2 separate regions of the Sus scrofa genome follow, and region 2 is linked to region 1. Evidence: chromatin contacts called from public HiChIP or PLAC-seq data. All regions are on one chromosome and are shown on one strand. Each heading gives the region's core, a stretch centred on a gene start, on an enhancer-like site or on the middle of the called end of the contact. The rest is flanking DNA. Distances are from core to core; before and after follow the strand shown.

What was found. HiChIP or PLAC-seq counts read pairs in DNA pulled down with a chosen protein or histone mark.
Region 2: an H3K27ac HiChIP or PLAC-seq map of alveolar macrophages shows a contact between it and region 1. The contact joins two enhancer-like sites. A contact is called at or near these places in 2 of 47 Hi-C or Micro-C datasets (blood and fetal liver) and 1 of 2 datasets of contacts at active chromatin or transcription factors (alveolar macrophages).

The regions. Positions count from the first base shown.
Region 1 is chr11:68,215,907-68,220,180 of Sscrofa11.1, reverse strand. All of the region lies in intron 5 of UBAC2 (ubiquitin-associated domain-containing protein 2), which reads right to left. Among named protein-coding and RNA genes, the nearest start is that of GPR18, 26 kb to the right of the region's middle. Within about 2 kb of position 1,765, at least 26 of the 83 cell types and tissues checked have an H3K27ac peak or open chromatin away from gene starts, as enhancers often do. A contact at or near this core is called in alveolar macrophages, where this site is marked.
Region 2 is chr11:68,309,968-68,314,241 of Sscrofa11.1, reverse strand. All of the region lies in intron 9 of UBAC2 (ubiquitin-associated domain-containing protein 2), which reads right to left. Among named protein-coding and RNA genes, the nearest start is that of GPR183, 63 kb to the right of the region's middle. Within about 2 kb of position 2,126, at least 4 of the 83 cell types and tissues checked have an H3K27ac peak or open chromatin away from gene starts, as enhancers often do. A contact at or near this core is called in alveolar macrophages, where this site is marked.

The sequences.
Region 1 (4,274 bases), core at 516-3,015:
AATATATCCTTTGTCTAGTAACTTATTTATACAAAAAATATTTCTTTTTTCTTTCTTTCTTTTCTTTTTTAATGGCCAAACCTGCCGGCATATGTAAGTTCCTGGGCTAGGGGCTGAATCGGAGCTGCGTCTGCAGCCTGCATCACAGCCACGGTGACACAGACAAAAAAATACTTATTGAGGGCCTACTATGAGCCAGGTACAAGGCTGAGAGCTGAAAACAATATAGACCAAGAAGCCTTCAGGAAATTTTCGTCCTATAAGCCAACATAAAATATTAAGCAAATAATTATCAGTTTAGGGAAAGGGATAAGTCCGAGTGTCAATTACGGTTTTGTTGCATCCAAGGCTGGTTCTATACCCTCTCAAGCAGTCTCTGAAGTACTTTAAGAATAAATCCCCCTTCTGCTAAATAAGTCAGACTTGATTCTATTACTTCAACTAACAGGTATGCCTGTATCTTGTAACCGAGAAAGGCTTTTTTCCTTTGACCTCAGATAATAAAAGCAAATTAGATACTTCAGAACCCAATACATACCACATACCAAAAATTTCTAGCCTAAGATTATCTTGGTGTGCTAGATCACATTTTGCTATGGTTACCAAAACGTGGTTAGCATTCTGAAATTTTTTTCTTAGAATAATACAATGATCTGAATCTAAAATCTTTCAAAAGGTGCAACTTTCCAATGATAAACAAGAACAGGAAGTGAATCTTGAAGAAAACCCGTCTTCGAGTTCCCTTCACTGCTGTCTACTCTGCTGTCATCCAGCCTGATTTAACAACATTAAACTTTTCACCATCCCATCCTAATTTAAAGTTATTGACATTTTCATTTCTATTTGAATAAAATATATTTCCTATTGAGCTGGAAAATTTGACATATATTGAAATATTTTAAGTCCTAAGAGGAAGATGGCTAAAATAAAGGAATTGAGTAGCAAAGCAACTTACAAAAGCAGAAATGAAAACAGATGTTGAACTTCTTTGAAACAAAGTTTTACTAATAACCTCAACCAAAAGCTATTTGAGTCAACTACTAGAAATATTCTACCTAGCCAAAAGGTCTCAACAAGCTTCACAGGCCACTGGCTCCTCAAGGGTGTGGGCTAACTCTTTTCAAGGTTCTATTTAGCACCCAAGCACTAGGCATGTTATGGGACGTCAAAACATAAACGACAAGCTCTGCAAAAGCTGAGTTTCGCTCAGTGGCCCTCCATCAGGGGTGATTTTGTGTCCCCGACGTCATCTGGAAATATATGGAGACATGTTTAGCTGTCATGACTGAGGGGATGGGTGCTACAGGCATTCCCCTGGGCAGAGGCCAGGGGTGTGGGCAGAGGCCAGGGGTGTTTCTCAACATCCTATGAGGCACAGGACAGCCCCCACAGCAAAGAACTATGCAGCTAAAAGTGCCAGTGGATGCTGAGAAAACTGGTTTAGGTCAATGTATCACTGCCCTTCACATTCAAATATAAAATCACCGATCCTGTGGTGCCTTTGCAAGCCCTGTGCTGAGAGCTTACAGATTCTTTCAAACAGGATACATTAACTCTGTTCCCTGGAAAAATGCTCTGGCCACTGAAACTGTCACTAAAATCCCTGTGGATGAAAAACCCGAGTCTCCTTTCACAATTAACCAAGGGCAAGGACTTGCTATTTATGCCACTTTGGAGACACTGGGCCTCACTGTCACTGATACTCTGATTACAGCGACTAGCAACCGAATCATCCCTCAGACAATGTCACATGCATCGTCTAGTGAAGCAACAGAAGCCACTTCCTCTCCTTACGTACCTTCTAACATCATCATGATTTTCCTTTTACCACTTTACAGAAAATGGTGCTCGAGATTTCTGGGGCTGCTTCCTCAAAGACGAGTTCCCACTGCAGAGAGGATTAAAGTGACATCAGTGTGTAAGTGGAGCACCTGGGACGTGCTTGGTGTGTGATTCCTGATGGGTGACGTCACACACACAGCACTAGACACCCAGACACTAAACTGGTGGGAAGTCTGAGAACTTTCCAGTGAAGAAAAGAGGTATTCTGAGAATGTAAGAATAAATGGATTATGTTTTTCTCTAGGTAAGACCCTAAAAATTGCTTTATAAACCTGTAACCATTCGATCCTGTAAATACATCACTGAACTCAAACCTGAAATTCAGTGTTTACATTTTTCTTCTAACAGATGTGAGGTGACTTACCAGACACACAAAAAAAGGCAAAGAAAAGAAAGGAAAGGTGGCGTTCTCGTGGTGCCTCAGTGGTAATGCACCTGACTAGGATCCATGAGGATGCGGGTTCAATCTCTGACCTCGCTCAGTGGGTTAAGGACCTGGCGCTGCTGCGAGCTGTGGTGTAGGTCACAGCCATGGCTCAGATCCCGCACTGCTGTGGCGGTGGTGCAGGCCTGTGGCTGCAGCTCACATTCAACCCCTAGCCTGGGACCCTCCAAATGCTGCAGGTGCAGCCCTAAAAAGTGAACGAAAGAGAGAGAGAGAGAGAGAGAGAGAAGGGGGGGGGGGGAGGAAAAGGCATTAGTACAAAAGAAAAGTCAAAGTAACCTGCGTGTGGCAGATCACAGCTTCAGTCACAGCCAGATCTCTCCAGTATTCAAGAACATTCTCTCACTCGCCACGGTGTCTCCCAGAGGCTCCACGCTGAGGGAGCTTTAATAAAAGGGAATAAGCTTTTGTTCCTACAGGCACTAAGCTGAGAGAAGAGTCAGTCAGGTAAAGAATTACAAAACTGAGCAGAAAACGTGCTCTGTAACTCATAAGCGGAAAGTCAGCCGTGAGCACAAAAGGACGGAGTGGCTACGTCGGGCTGGGGAGGGTCGATGGAGTGGGGACAGCCAAGGTCAGCCCTGAAGGACACGCAGAATTCTGCCGAGCAAAGGGGAGGAAGGATGCTGCAGTCACAACCGTCTGACTGATTAACAAACGGAGGCACAGAGAAATACGTAAATAAATTCAGAGATGTGAAAGGACACAGGAGTGACAGGCAGTAGTAAATAACGCCGTTTCGCTGGTGTGGCGAGCACACAGGGGAGTGGGAGCAGACGAGGCTGGAGAGGTCGGTAGGAAGGCAGCTCTGAGGTGCCTCACCAACAAGGTAAACTTCTTAGAACTGCACCAGGAAGGGACAGGTTTACGAGGGTGTAAAGGAATGAAGGCAGGATCTCCTTTGGATGTAAAATCATGGGGGGGGTGGGGACTGCAAATGACAGCTCTGAGTTGGCGACAGGGAGAACAGCTGGGAGGCAACTGCAGCAGTCCAAGCAGTCCAAACGTGAAAGGAAATCCAAAGACCAATGACTTTTCATTCACTTACTTACTCCACCCACCCGCCCACCCACCATCACTCACTCATCTATCCAACCACCCAGCGAACACAGTGCCCGCTACATGGGAGCCACTCTGTGAACTGAGGCACGGTCAGCAGGTAAGGTTGGCATGACCCCTGCTTGCATAGAGCTTACATGCTGATGGAGGAGACAGATACTCGACTGTTTACCACACAATTATTTAATCTCTGTGGGGACAGGTGTTACGAGGAATGCTAAGAAAGCACATCACAAGAGACTGCAACCTGATCTGAGGGTGGAGGTGGTCAAAGAGAGCTTTGAGAAGTGACCTTTAAGCTCTTTCTGAAGCCTCTGAGTTGGGACTCTCACCTCTCATTCTAAAAAAATTCTGAGGAGTTCCCATTGTGGCTCAGTGGAAATGAACCCAACTGCTATACAGAAGGATTCGAGTTGGATCCCTGGTCCCACCCAGTGGGTTAAAGGATCTGGAGTTGCCATGAGCTGTGGTGTAAGTCGCAGACATGGTTTGGATCTGGCATGGCTGTGGCTGTGGTGTAGGCTGGCAGCTGTGGTTCCAATTTGACCCCTGGTCTGGGAACTTGTGTATGCTGCAAGTACACTCCCCCCACCCCCCAAAAAAGGAGTGGGGCATGGGGGCAGGCAACAGAGCTCAAGATCCAAAGGCTTTACCTATGCAACAATAGACTTTTTAAAGAGTGACTCATTAAGGAAAGAAAGTCTAAACCTTTGCTGTGACCAATACACAGAAACATAATCCTCTGCAGACTGATAAACATGACAAACCAGAACCTGTCAACTTCCATTGCTTCATTTTGACTGGGAGGCATTCTGTTTTCAGAGTGGAGTAATCTAGGTCAAAATTCCAATGGACTTATGTGCCTCTAAGCAGATTTTTTAGTCTCCCCGGGAATCAGTTTTCTACCAATAAAACAGATACAGTCATA
Region 2 (4,274 bases), core at 877-3,376, 94 kb before region 1:
CATTGGTGCCTGGCTTGCACAACCCTCGTGTGTTTGTAACCGTCTCGGTGTGTGACGCCTTCCTGATCAGCACGTGACCATGAACGCCTGTGCTCAAGAGCAGCAAAGAGAAAACAGCCCCGTGCAGACCCGCGGCCCGGTGAGCAAGACGCGGGCAGGACTCTAGAGGGTCCCAGCTCCTTACACATGAAGCCACGGCGGAGGCGGGCAGCCACGGCTGCTGGGAGGCAGGGACCCTGCCAGGCAGCAGAGGGGGCTCTGAGGCTTCACAGTGGGACCCCTGGCCAGGGACTAGAGCCTCGGGCTCTTGGCTTCCTCAGCATTCGGAGGCTAACAGGGACGTGCAGGAAAGGCCCAGCATGGGGCTGGCACATAACACCGGCCCCGTGAGTGCCACCTTTTGTTGAGAATTTCTGTCCCACTGGAAAGCGCTCGGGCCGGTGTGTGAGGCTGGCTCCCCCTCCGAACCTCTCCGGCCTCAGCTCAGCCTCCAGGGAGACCAAGCTGCCCTGGGTTTTGTTTTCAGCATTCATCTGGACTGCTTCACTTCGCCAGCCTTGTATCCTCTGTTGGTCCAAGCAGTGACGTGTCTTTTCAAATACCAAACACCGGCTGGTTGCTGGGGCGGGGGGCATGGAGCGTGCAGAGTGTCTGGAAGGAGTCTCGGAGCAGAAGAGCCCCCTCCCGGCTGCCCCCGCCTCCCAGACCCGAGTCCCCAGCATCCAGGGAGAGGCCCATGTTCACCAGATGACAGGGCCCGGATCACACCCCAGCTCCACAGCAAAGGCCACCTACACGCACACCTACCTCCACGCCCAACAATGAAGCAAGTGACTTTTGCGACCTCTTTCTAGGGTTTAAATCACAGAGGTCAGAATCGACCTAAAAGCCTCAGGTGGACGGTCTGAATGAGGTGGGACAGGGGAGCAGCAGAGTCCAGAGCGTCTTGGTGCGCGCCGGGCTGGCGGGTCTGCGGCTGTCTGGAAAACGCACAAAACGCCCCAGGAGGACCTTCCTAAAAGGCATCTCCTTTAACAGCCCTGCTCCATTTCTGAGCCTGGTGAGGGCTCTCCTCCTTCTGCTTGTGAATCACAGGAGTTTCTGTCGAAAACTTCTCACCACAAGACATCAGAGTAGAGTCCATCTTGGTTTCTAGTCTAAAAGCCAAACGATCTTTTTCTCTGACTTCTTGAGAAACCAGGGGTAGGTGGGTGAACATCCAAAGAGGATGGCATGTTCCTCCCGTTTTCTCCATCACATCTTCATAAAAACGGAGGTTACTCAAGTGCAACATCTCCAAGGCCTGATTCTTGTGATTGAAAACTCAACTACCCAGAGGCGAGATCAGCGGCACAAGACAGCAAGGAGAGGCCAGCCCCGGAATTCTAGCTCAGCCTCATCTCTGGGGTGGGGATGCCTCTGTGTAAGGTCCCCCCCAGTGACTCCTGAGGCTTCCAGCTGGCTGGCCAGAGGTACAGGAGCAGGTGACACAGCCCTGCCATCGTCATCTGACAGTGCTGCAAAGCAGGACAAGGCAGAATGTTTTTCCTAAAATATGCTTTCCAAGCAGAGATGACACTGGATGGGAAAAGAAACCTTTAGAGACAGGAGATAAATCTATTTCCTTCCTTGGAGATAAATCTATTTCCTTCCTTCCTTTTTTTGTCTTGTTAGGACCACACCCGCATGTACAAGTCCCCAGGCTAGGGGTCAAATCAGAGCTACAGCTGCTGGCCTATACACAGCCACAGCAACACCAGATCCAAACCGCATCTGTGACCTACACCACAGCTCACGGCAATGCCGGATCCCTGACCCACTGAGCAAGGCCAGGGATCGAACCCGCATCCTAGTGGATGCTAGTGGGTTCATTATAGCTGAGCCACGACAGGAACTCCCTTTTCTTTCTTAAAGAAAAAAAAAAATCCTCTGTGGTTAGGACACATGTCCCTACTATCTCAAGATAATTCTTACTCAAGAAAACGAAGAAGATCCCTCTGTAACATTCTACCTGCAATTCAACTACCCTGGGCCGCCAATGGAAAGGACCCTTGCTCCAATGTGATAATCACTGTGATCCCTCTCAGTGGAACACCCCTCTGCTTGTTTTGCTCAAATAACACTGTGGTTTTCTTTAACTTCCCTTTTCTAAGGGTGTCAAAAACAAATGGTTTCTTGGGTTCTTACTTCCCAAATTCTGTTGCTTGCAGAAAGTGATGCCCACCTGAAAGGTGGTCCCGACCAATCCCAGGCTGGGCTGCGCTGCCTACGGTCGAGGCCACTGCCCAGGCTGTGTGTGTACGTGCCAGGAGGAGCAGCCCAGAGACATCCTGGGAGATGTGACGTGCCTTTCCCTGACCTCAAGAGAACTGTCATTTGTCAGCTCCTGGGGCAAGCTCAGTGCCAGATCCCTGTGGGTCTGTGCTGCTCTCTTTCCCTCTCGGCTGACGCCTCTCTCGTCCTCTTGGGAGCTGCTGAAACCCTTTGGTCACACGGTTGGCTGAGCAGACCGCACCTGGTTATCCCACCTTCCCAGCTGGCTGCAGGCGGAAAGTGGCCTGCCGTCCTCGCACCCTCCTGCCTGCCTCAGGGTCTGGTCCCAAGAAGGCCCTGATACAGGCTGGAAAGCACCTCTGCTGACTGCTTTCGGTACTCAGTGGAACTAGACACCCCGGAAAGGTGGTTAATTATTGGACAGCCACTCAGTATTTCATTTTAACAAACACTGTGCTCTAAGACCAGCATGGGAGACCAGAGAGGAAAGCTGGATGCAGTACCACCCGCTAACACATTTTTAAGTGACAACACGTGGCCTTTTGAGAGAACAGCCCTCCAACCACCCTTTACGCTTAAATGCCGCCGGGGCACCTGCTGGGTGTTGGGCTCTGTGTCAGGCGGGAAATGAGTTGGTACCAGTCCTCGTGGAGTCACCGTCCACCAGGGAAACAGACGACATGGGTGTCTCATTCCAGTGGGATCAACACTCAGCTCACTGCAGGTCCATATCCTCGGAGCAGAAGCACGAAGGGAAGGCGTGGTTTCCATAAAGTGAGTGCTCTGGGGCTCAGGTGGGTTTTGGGGGGGGGGGTGAGGATTTGGGGGATGAGAAGGCAGCCTCCCTGGGATATGGAGTCTCATACTGAATACACCTTGCTGGTTATCAGCTAAGACTGAGTGTCTGTGTGCCACCCTCTCCCTACTCGGCTGACGGGTGTGTCGGACGGCGGCAATGGAGCCCACGGGGAGGGGGGAGGGTCTGTGGCACCATATGTCACATCTCGTCTGGGCAAGAGCCGCGTAAGCACCTGGGCAGAAGCTACAGCGGTGATTATTGTGATCCTAACACGCCCCTTCCTCCGCATCCAGGATGAATGATTCCCTGTTGAAAACCCTGCGACCAGTCCTACAGCACAGACGTGGAAGCCCTGCTCTGCCGAGGGCCGCCGGGTGGCTGTCCGGCTTCTTCCCAATGTGGTGCCCCTGCCGTCTGCTCACCCTCCACTCCAACCTCAACCACCCGCGCGCCCCCAAATCTGCTGCACTTTCCACCAGGTCCCGTCTTTCCAAATGCCACTGTCCCCAACCCTCCCAGCACTGGCAACCCTTCAACAGCCCCGGAAGACTTGTCTATAGCTGACGAGAGCTGCCCTGCCCTGTGCCTGGCTCCCCACACTGGGCTCCACGCCACATGAGGGCAGGAAATGGAGCCTCGCTTATCTCTGTATTTCAAGAACCTAGCCCAGGGGCTGGGCCGGGCAGAGGGACCGCTGATACCTGCTGGCTGACTCAAAGAAAGGACGGAGTTGCTGTCTGGGCTCATCTTCCCTTTAAGTCCCAGCACTGGTTTAGTCGGTCTCGGTGAACGCCCTTGTCCGATTTCACCTGTGCGCCCCATTCAGCTTAAACCAAAGGGTCACTTTCTAAGCTCAAGAGAGACAAACTTGTAAGTTCTTTTCCCTTTTGATTAAAAAAAATTTGAGGCCAATATGACAAAATTTCATTATTTGCTAATTCTGAGTATGGGAATTACATGAAAATCCCCGGTTAAGAAGAAAAAAATAAAAAGAGAAGCACAGTAATGCATATACTCATTTTTAAGACAGGAAGGGGCTGGGTGGCATAGGGCAGAGGTGCTCATTGAAAAGCAGGAGGAGTGGGCTGGGAAGAACTAAAAATTCAGAAACTTAGCAGCAAAAGTGCGGCTGTGTGTTAGACCCTGAGCAGACTTCCTGAGGGAGGCACATTCTTTCTTAGGATATTCTTTGTTTTCAAAA